Linked DNA regions of Hordeum vulgare: region 1 is linked to region 2. The links are chromatin contacts, called in public Hi-C maps. All regions are on one chromosome and are shown on one strand. The core of a region is the stretch at or near the end of the contact, and the rest is flanking DNA. Distances in the headings are between cores, read along the strand shown.

What was found. Hi-C and Micro-C count contacts between places; a contact is called where the count stands out from the background.
Region 1: a contact with region 2 is called in a Hi-C map of leaf, with 8 times the contacts expected there. The contact joins the promoter of LOC123429832 here to the promoter of LOC123425647 in region 2. A contact is called at or near these places in 3 of 6 Hi-C or Micro-C datasets (all in leaf) and 1 of 1 datasets of contacts at active chromatin or transcription factors (embryo).

What each region holds. Positions count from the first base shown.
Region 1 is chr2H:157,205,306-157,210,669 of MorexV3_pseudomolecules_assembly, reverse strand. It overlaps LOC123429832 (protein REPRESSOR OF SILENCING 3-like), which reads right to left and starts at 3,294. Exons shown (of 3, transcript XM_045113814.1): 1 at 3,105-3,294; 2 at 2,678-2,911; 3 at 1,663-2,199. The coding sequence starts at 3,203. The coding sequence ends at 1,669.
Region 2 is chr2H:156,855,866-156,861,209 of MorexV3_pseudomolecules_assembly, reverse strand. It overlaps LOC123425647 (remorin 4.1-like), which reads left to right and starts at 3,561. Exons shown (of 2, transcript XM_045109345.1): 1 at 3,561-4,462; 2 at 4,570-5,121. The coding sequence starts at 3,752. The coding sequence ends at 4,761.

The DNA of each region.
Region 1 (5,364 bases), core at 2,045-4,544, 350 kb before region 2:
CCTGATTTTTTAATTTGGAGGCAATTGATAAAAGAAATTTTAGATAAACATGACCATTTTGTGTAAGGAAAATAACACAAATAACAGGAAGAAATAGGATACAGAGATTACCACAATGTCAGTACACAATCTGACTTCATCTACCAAGACTAATAGTTGTTCTCTTTTAGTGATAATCTTCTATCTCGAAGAGTTGCAGACGTGTTCGTAACAAAGAAAAAGTATTTTTTCTGAATCATTAATTCTATGCACCACGTATCATTCAAATAGGAATATGCAGCACTACGATTGAAGAATAGTGAACCTGAGCGAAAAGCTTGGATGAGTCATAGTTTTGTTGGGGCTAGAGTACCTCCATGAACCCACATCATAACCATATTATGTCATTCAGTAATCGAGCAGTCTGGTTCAATCCATCATAATCGATGTCCTTGCTGTTGGGTCCATGCCTTCCCGCCTAGAGGGACCCCATCCTGATAGAAGTTTTCGCTGTTGAATTCATGCCTTCCCGCCTACACGACAACACGCTGATATGAAGTTCTGGATAATATACTCTTAAAGTGACATTTTTCTTTCAAAAATATTAACCAAGTAACCCTAAATCTAAATGCAGAGTTGCAGAATATACATAAACAAAGCATATTCTGATCACATGTCTATTTAAACAAATCATTTTCCATGTAAAAAGTCTATTTCGGTAAAATAACAATTTTTGCTCGGTATAATAGTAAAACCATCTTACAGTTTCATCAGTTTTTTAAAAGCACAAATGTAAAACTGTGTTCGAATTGAAATCATATCTCTGTTTATCAGAAAATCAAACTCTCTATCACAATGTTAGCACAAAATTAGTTTGAGTACCCAGAGTTCATCATATCACTACCTTCTAGAAGTACCTACTGCGTGGCCGCAACCCCTTCATTACGTCGTCGAAGATGAACCCAGGGCGGCGCCACCCGAAGTTGTCGTTCGCCGTTGCTTGTACGTCCTCGTGTCTGCTGGCATGTCTCCTCATTCCTCCTCACGGCGGCCGAGCGACCCGTACCTAAGAGAATGCATATAACATTCAAACAGTCAGGATGTTTCTTTTGTCTTCTGTAAGAGATGAAATCAAGCCATCAACTCATTGTGATAGATTCTACCGCATTTTTCACACACATCAAGGGGTTGTACAAATAGTTACATGCTACTCAAATATTTGTGCATGTCACAAGGGAATATACATACGATTCATTACTACACTATCGTAGGAATCCTTGAAGCCTAGTCAAGGTGCCTCTTGTTTTTTTTCTCTCCAAAAGGGGTAAATGAAATGATAACAACTTGCAGCGTCATAGGGAGCACTTCCCTGATTCCCCCGGGATGAAAAGCCTAATGATTATTCTGCATCTGTGGAATGTGAATAAAATTACAGATGTTAAAATCATCATGAAGAAGCTATGCAATCTGTAAAATGAAATACAATGCTTTTAAAATGGCCTTATTTTTGTAGGAAAGATCGTTGCAATCAGTGAATTGGTACATAGACATACAAAGATGTGATATTGCCATGCATGATTCAGAAAATTGTGGAGTCCCTTTATAAACTACTTTTTGTATCTTTTATGAGAAGTGGCTTACGACCAACAGTTGAGGAAGAACACTATGAGTGCATCACAGGAAAATTATTCAGGCAAGTAACTGCAATACGCATACCTTATTCACTGCTTGGTTTGCCCTGTTTAACTGGACAGCTGAGTTATTGGCCTTACGAGGAGCAATATTGATCACAAGGTCATCATCCAATTCTTCTTCGGAAGGATCATCTGTTTCTTCCATTTGGAGATCATCCAAATCTTCTTTAGGACTTTCTGTTGTTTCTTTAATTCGCAAATCATTGTCGGAATCAGAGGGTTCTGTCTCAGTATTAGAGGGTTTTGCCTCAGCATCAGAGGGGTCTGTCTGAGCATCTCCTTTCTGCACTTCCGACGAATTGATTTGCTCAGTTTCCTTCTCAAAGAGCTTACTCATCACATAATTCATGATGTTGCGCTCCTTGTGAAACGCAACACGATTAAGAACAACAACATATTCTTCATTGGCTTTCTCAGGAGGTCCACAGTGCTCCTCACAATCGCAGAAATGAGGGTAGGAAGGGATTTCAATATTTCTGAAACTGTATTTGTGCTTTCCACTGCCTTTAAAGGGCAAAGGTTTCAGCTGTAAAAACAGATCCTTGGTTAGGAGAACACATGTCAATGTAATAATTGACATATTAGATAATCATTTCAGTAGGAAATGCACAACTGCTATTTTGATCAATATACAGCATGATACACTACTCTCTTTTGTCATAACCACAGTTACAAAACAAGATGTTTACCTAATATCTAAAGATGACTTCATACTGAATTGCTATTTCTTATTCAAAATCTGATCTTAGCAATTACACCAGCTTAGTTTGGCTCATATTCCGTTAAAATGAACATGATTCAGGCATCAGGTCAGCCTTATGAAAAAAGCAAGTACGGTGTCATGATCATGCTATTAATTATCACGAGGAATGGCATACTGCTACTTGCATAGTCATAACTATTTGCAGTCTTGCACGAATTAAAGAAACTACAGAATGCACGATTTGAAAGATTCACTAAAATAGTCAAACCAAAGAAGTATGCAACACAAAGAGACAACTCACCTTCCTCAATCTCGGGAAGTAGATGTTAACCTTTGAAGTTTCCAGAGCATGCTTCTCCAGCTTCCGCTTCTCCTTCTCCTCCTGCTTGTCCATATCATCTTTCGCAGGCATTTCTTGAGCAGCTGCCGCCGCCGCCGCGGCTTCCTGCTCCAATTCTCGCTTCAGTCGGACGAGGTAGTGCTCCTTGGCCTTCTCAAGTTTAAGCTTCCCTCCTTTCCATTTGCACCCATTGTACTACACGCAGATCAACATCGTATCAGAAATCCTCTGTGCAGCCGCAAAACCAGACAACAAACAGCTATTGGAGGGCCAAAATCTCGTTCATCTCCACTAAAGGCGCTAATTTGGACGAACGGATAGAATCAACAAGCCCCAATCTGCTACTATTAACAAAGATGGTTGGTTGGATGGGGTGGTGGATGCTTACGGTGGAGAAGAGCTTGGCCAGGGCCTTGTGGGAGGGGCATTGGAAGTCGACGTAGGCGAAGCTGCTGCGCGAGAAACGGAAGAATGGATCCCATCCCATCCACCCGTCCCCAACCCTTCCGAAGAACCCAGACGCCGGTCCCACCACCACTCACCTGGATCCGGATGCTGCCGTCGTTCCCCGCATCCAGCCCATGCGCCGTGGCCACCTTGTGCAGACACGCTCGATCGGATCGAGCGAGAGAGCCACTTGCCGCACGCTCGCTGACCTGCCTCGATCTGGAGTGATATGGAGGATTTTGGATTGTGGATCTGAGGCGTCGTTGTCCCTCGCCTCACTTACGCCCGCTGCACGCAACGCCCGTCGTCACGCCTCGTCCGGCGTGACTCCTGGGCCGTTGACCCCGTTCAAAGTAGATCCCCCTCGAAGTCGAGCCGCCGGCGCGCCAGTGACCCCTCCGCCGACGGATCCGTGCGACGAGGGGAGGAGGAGAAGTGGGGAGCCGGGTAGGGGGTAGGAGGAGGAGGAGGAGGGGCGGACTCTGCCGCGCAGCCGACGAGATGCGTCGGAGTGACGCTGCTCAGGGAGGTTTTTTTTAAAACGAATCGTTTTCTCCCAATTACAGAAGGACCACGGGTTGAATACCCGGAAGAGGAGGGCTTTTATGCAAAAGTGCCGACGACGGACGACAGAAGCGCTCCGCGTTTTATTATTAGGAAAGATTACATTGTATGACGTTCGATATTATGTTGTGTGGTGTTCGAAACCTAATGTGACGTCTGATTATTGGACGACATACAAAAAGATAAGGTGCGTGATTTTTTTTTTCAAATGCGTCAATTTTGCCCCGGTCCGAGAGCAAAGTGCAAACGGCCAGGCGCAACGCGACGGGCGAAAGCGGCAGGTTGGGGACCGACCACAGGAGGAGAGTTCACGTCGAGGCCAGCCCGTGTCGTCTCATACCCCGACGCTCGCGAGATTGAGCTTCCAGGGTCGCTTTCGTTTCGCTTTGGATGGTTCCAGTTCCGCGGCCGGTGCAACGCATGCACCGTGCCGGAGAATGAAGCTTCGTGCCGGGAAAGGCCGCGCCGTCCGGGGATTCTTTTCAGGCGCTGGGGCGGGGTTGCGCCCGGTCGCCGAGCAGCAGCTATCGGGGTTGCCTTTTTCTGGCCTCGCCTCGGTTGTTTCCTTGCTCTCTTTAGATGATCTTCTCTTTATGCTCTGAACGATGCGGCTCGTGTCGGGTACAGACACGTTATTGTTGTCTTTATCATATGGGATTGGGGTAGCATCTACAGGGCTACCGCGTCTATCGTATCACGGCGTAGGACAAAAGTTAGTGCTACAATGCTGCCGCTGCTATCGGGAGAAAACGTTTTTAGTGATTGATCTTTCTTTTTTCATTCGTGTGTGTTTTCTCCCCGGCCGTATTTGCAGTGGTCTAATCTGATGCGTCTGCCGACAGGTTTGGAGCCGCCAGGATGATTTTTGCAGCACACTCAGTTTGCGTACGTTCTGATAAAGTGAGTAACTATGTACTTTTTTCGTTCCAAAATAAATAAGGGCAACTCCAATAGACCGACCCAAACAGACAGCAATTTCGTTCATTTTTTTTCGTTTGGGTCGGCCACGCGGACATGAACGTCCGTTTCCGTAAATGGGTCGGCTCGTGCATCCAACGATGGTCGAACTCATTTTTTGCCGGCAAAAAAAAACATGATGCATAATTAAACATTAAAAACCGACCACGAAGGTCTTCGATAGTCCACGCGCCGCGTCCGCATTACATTAAATATAAAAAAACTAAAACTGCGTCCATGCAGCCCTAGGCGTCGTCATCGTCGTCGTCAGGGCCGGTGAGGTCGACCAGCATTGGCGTAGGGCCGGCCCAGGGGAACGCCGAGTTCCAGAGCGCAGCTGCCTGCGCCTCCGTCGTCTGCCCCGCCCACGCGGGTTGTGATGGTTGCGATGGGAGCGCAGCAGCACGAGCACGCTCCTCCTCCTCCGCCTTCCGTCGCTCCTCCTCCTCCTTCTTCTCCAGCTCCATGAGCCGCACGCCTTCGGCACGCTCCGCCTGCAGGTGCACCGACCTCCAGTGCTCGAGGTAGGCTTGCTCCTGCTGCGGTGTTGCGCCTGTTGGGTAACGTAGCATAAATTCAAAAAAAATCCTACGCATATTCAGATCTTCCTATGAAGAGACCAGCAACGAGAGAGGGGTGAGTGCATCTTCATACCTTTGAAGATCGTTAAGCGGAAGCGT
Region 2 (5,344 bases), core at 2,312-4,811:
ACGGTGCACAGTCGGGGAGAACACAATTTCGTCTTGATATTTTAGTGAGAGATCACCTCATAATGCTACCGTCGATCTAAGCAAAATAAGGTGCATAAAAGGATTAACATCACATGCAATTCATAAGTGACATGATATGGCCATCATCACGTGCTTCTTGATCTCCATCACCAAAGCACCGGCACGATCTTCTTGTCACCGGCGCCACACCATGATCTCCATCAACGTGTTGCCATCGGGGTTGTCGTGCTACTCATGCTATTACTACTAAAGCTACATACTAGCAAAATAGTAAACGCATCTGCAAGCACAAACGTTAGTATAAAGACAACCCTATGGCTCCTGCCGGTTGCCGTACCATCGACGTGCAAGTCGACATTTTCTATTACAACATGATCATCTCATACATCCAATATATCACATCACATCGTTGGCCATATCACATCACAAGCATACCCTGCAAAAACAAGTTAGACGTCCTCTAATTTTGTTGTTGCATGTTTTACGTGGTGACCATGGGTATCTAGTAGGATCGCATCTTACTTACGCAAACACCACAACGGAGATATATGAGTTGCTATTTAACCTCATCCAAGGACCTCCTCGGTCAAATCCGATTCAACTAAAGTTGGAGAAACCGACACTTGCCAGTCATCTTTGAGCAACGGGGTTACTCGTAGCGATGAAACCAGTCTCTCGTAAGCGTACGAGTAATGTCGGTCCAAGCCGCTTCAATTCAACAATACCGCGGAATCAAGAAAAGACTAAGGAGGGCAGCAAAACGCACATCACCGCCCACAAAAACTTTTGTGTTCTACTCGAGAAGACATCTACGCATGAACCTAGCTCATGATGCCACTGTTGGGGAACGTCGCATGGGAAACAAAAAATTTCCTACGCGCATGAAGACCTATCATGGTGATGTCCATCTACGAGAGGGGATGAGTGATCTACGTACCCTTGTAGATCGTACAGCAGAAGCGTTAGTGAACACGGTTGATGTAGTGGAACGTCCTCACGCCCCTCGATCCGCCCCGCGAACAATCCCGTGATCAGTCCCACGATCTAGTACCGAACGGACGGCACCTCCGCGTTCAGCACACGTACAGCTCGACGATGATCTCGGCCTTCTTGATCCAGCAAGAGAGACGGAGAGGTAGAAGAGTTCTCCGGCAGCGTGACGGCGCTCCGGAGGTTGGTGATGACCTTGTCTCAGCAGGGCTCCGCCCGAGCTCCGCAGAAACGCGATCTAAAGGAAAAACCGTGGAGGTATGTGGTCGGGCTGCCGTGGAGAAGTCGTCTCAAATCAGCCCTAAAACCTCCGTATATATAGGTGGGAGGGAGGGGACCTTGCCTTGGGGCTCAAGGAGCCCCAAGGGGGTCGGCCGAGTCCAAGGGGGAAGGCTCGCCCCCCCAAACCGAGTTGGACTTGGTTTGGTGGGTGGGAGTCCTTCCTTCCCTTCCCACCTCCCCTTTTTTTTTCTTTTCTCTTTGATTTTCTTCCCTAGGCGCATAGGGCCATTTTGGGCTGTCCCACCAGCCCACTAAGGGCTGGTGTGACACCTCAAGGCCTATGGGCTTCCCCGGGGTGGGTTGCCCCCCCCCCCCCCGGTGAACTACCGGAACCCATTCGTCATTCCCGGTACATTCCCGGTAACTCCGAAAACCTTCCGGTAATCAAATTAGGTCATCCTATATATCAATCTTCGTTTCCGGACCATTCCGGAAACCCTCGTGACGTCCGTGATCTCATCCGGGACTCCGAACAACATTCGGTAACCAACCATATAACTCAAATACACATAAAACAACGTCGAACCTTAAGTGTGCAGACCCTGCGGGTTCGAGAACTATGTAGACATGACCCGAGAGACTCCTCGGTTAATATCCAATAGCGGGACCTGGATGCCCATATTGGATCCTACATATTCTACGAAGATCTTATCGTTTGAACCTCAGTGCCAAGGATTCATATAATCCCGTATGTCATTCCCTTTGTCCTTCGGTATGTTACTTGCCCGAGATTCGATCGTCAGTATCCGCATACCTATTTCAATCTCGTTTACCGGCAAGTCTCTTTACTCGTTCCGTAATACAAGATCCCGCAACTTACACTAAGTCACATTGCTTGCAAGGCTTGTGTGTGATGTTGTATTACCGAGTGGGCCCCGAGATACCTCTCCGTCACACGGAGTGACAAATCCCAGTCTTGATCCATACTAACTCAACTAACACCTTCGGAGATACCTGTAGAGCATCTTTATAGTCACCCAGTTACGTTGCGACGTTTGATACACACAAAGCATTCCTCCGGTGTCAGTGAGTTATATGATCTCATGGTCATAGGAATAAATACTTGACACGCAGAAAACAGTAGCAACAAAATGACACGATCAACATGCTACGTCTATTAGTTTGGGTCTATTCCATCACGTGATTCTCCTAATGACGTGATCCAGTTATCAAGCAACAACACCTTGTTCATAATCAGAAGACTGACTATCTTTGATCAACCGGCTAGCCAACTAGAGGCTTGCTAGGGACGGTGTTTTGTCTATGTATCCACACATGTAAATGAGTCTTCATTCAATACAATTATAGCATGGATAATAAACGATTATCTTGATACAGGAATTATAATAATAACTATATTTATTTTTGCCTCTAGGGCATAATTCCAACGAAGACAACGAAGCCACGCAGGGGTCAGCCTGCCAGGACCCAGATGGGGCCCACCGGGCCAAATCTGGACCGGGGGCGCGTCGTCGGCCACCCTGCACCACCACGTCGTCACACCGCCAAGGGTCCACGCCACCACCTCGCGCGCCGCCGACCACCGTCGTGGGTCCGCCGCGCCGCCGCCAAGCCGAGGAACACCAACGCCGCCCTGCCCCGGGAAGGGAAGACGTGTGCAGGGGGACGGGAGGTCCCATCGTCGTCGATCCCACCCGACCCAGGGCCGGGGGCGCCTTCCGACGACGACTGCGAAAGGAGGGAGGAGGGGCGACGAGGAGGGTGAAGTGCATCGCCCCGATCGCCTCCCAGGGAGGCGACGCTAGGGCGGGAACGGGAGGAGGTTGGGGGGCTCGGGGCGGGGATCAAAAAGGCGCGACTGGCGGTCGATGACCGCGGCGAGGAGAAGGCTGACGGCGACGGGTGGGAGGCGGGAGGAAGCCCTAGAGGGGTTCGGGGTGTGTGGCTCTCTCCTGCTCGAGAGTGCAAAGAGGTAGCAACAATAAAAATCATCTGGTAGAAAAAAAAAAGCATATGTGTTGTTATTAAGGGAGGCGAAGACCATGATGCATGGTGGAACCGAAATATGATAGGTGTGAGTCAGCGCACTTTGCCCACGCGACCCTTGCATGCGCTCCCAGAAAACAAACATAATCTCCGGAATAAGAAAGCGCGACGAAGCAGCACCAAAAGGAGCAGGAAATATATAGAAACAGAAATAGGAAAATATCCCCATTTCTTTCCTCTCACTCTCTAATCCTCGCCCTCCATTGGTGGGCGCCTCCACTGCCACAACCTGGCCTCTATTTAAGAAGGCTCCTTGCGCCACCATCCTACTCACCACCGCACCGGCACCACAGACCGCACCGGCACCGCTCAGCTCCATCGCGCCTCCAGCTTCAGCTGAGCTCCAACTCAACTCAAATTAATCGCAGATGGTTTCTTGTGCGCCAGTAGTGGCTTAGCGCATTAGCGGCGGAGGTTGGTACGATCAGGTAGGCCGGAGGTGAGGTGCCACATGTTGAGTGGACAAACGGCGGTTAGTGGCAGCAGCAGCAGCAGCATCATCCGCGGCGTCGAGCAGCAGCACCAGCGTCGGCCGATCGAGGAGGGAGAGGAGGAGGAGCCAGAGTTCAGGGACATCCACGCGCTGAGCCCGCCGCGCGCGCTGAGCCTGTACCGCCGGAGCCGGCCGGGCAGCAGGGACTCGTGGGGGTCAGCGGCGGGAGCAGGGGGGAGCAGACACACGTCGATCCGCTCCGTCGGGAGCGACACCGCCCCCAGCGAGCTCTTCCCTACTATGAGCAGGGAGTTCTCGGCCATGGTCGCCGCAGCAGCCAGCGCTAACGCCTCGTCCTCCGCGGCAGCAGGCCACGGGGAGAGCGTGGCGAACGAGGACGCACTGGGGAGGATCGGCGAGGAGGAGCTGGAGGAGACGAACCCGCTCGCCATCGTGCCGGACAGCAACCCCATCCCGTCGCCGCGCCGGGGGATGACGCCGCGCCCGGTGACCGGCGGCGAGGTGGTGGTGCCGAGTGCCGGCCAGGGACAGGGCGACGAGGTGTCAGTGGGGCAGGTGAAGAAGGACGAGGTGGAGACCAAGATCGCCGCGTGGCAGATCGCCGAGGTCGCCAAGGTCAACAACCGCTTCAAGCGCGAGGAGGTGGTCATCAACGGGTGGGAGGGCGACCAGGTGGAGAAGGCCAGCGCATGGCTCAACAAGTACGAGGTACGCACATCTCCGATAATCTTCTCCATCAACGATCAATCCACACCACACCATCGCCATGCTCTGAAATGAATGAGCTCTGACGACCGTGTGATGCCTGCGTGCAGAGGAAGCTGGAGGAGAAGCGGGCCAAGGCGATGGAGAAGGCGCAGAACGAGGTGGCCAGGGCCCGGCGGAAGGCGGAGGACAAGCGCGCGTCGGCGGAGGCCAAGAGGGGCACCAAGGTGGCGCGCGTGCTGGAGCTCGCCAACTTCATGAGGGCCGTCGGGAGGGCGCCCACCAAGCGCTCCTTCTTCTGAGCTGCCATGCCCTGCCGCCATTATTTCGCCTCTTACTCGCCGTCGCCGGATCCTTCACCGCTTCGCTCCGCAGGACTCCTCCTGTGCTCGCTGCTCTGCTGTGTGGAACTCTCGTTTTAGTGTTGTATCCACATGTATGGTGTGTCATCGTTCCCTTCCCTCTTTCTTTCTTCTTCATTTCTCGTGTTTGACATGGAGTACATAGCATAAGAATGCAAGGGTGTGCTCTGCCTGCCGAGTCCAAGTGCGAGAGCTGCCTGTATTTTGTTTCTGTTTCTCCTTCCAATCGACGGTATTGTGTGTGTGTGTGTGTGTGTGTCAATATGAACAAGATATGCAGTAAATTACTGTTTCTGTGCACGTCTGCAAGCCTTCTGAATCACCAGTTTCTTGATTTCTACTGTATTATTATTCATCCGTGTCATTTATTCCAGTTCTTTCTCTGTCCCCAAACGCATTATCCTGCTTCTTTTATGGTTTCTTCAATGCTCAACTAACAACACTTTGACATGAAAAACCTTGGAGGCCCAGTGTACTGACGAAGAGTTGCTTTTGTTTTGACTTCTGAAGATCTACTCAAGGT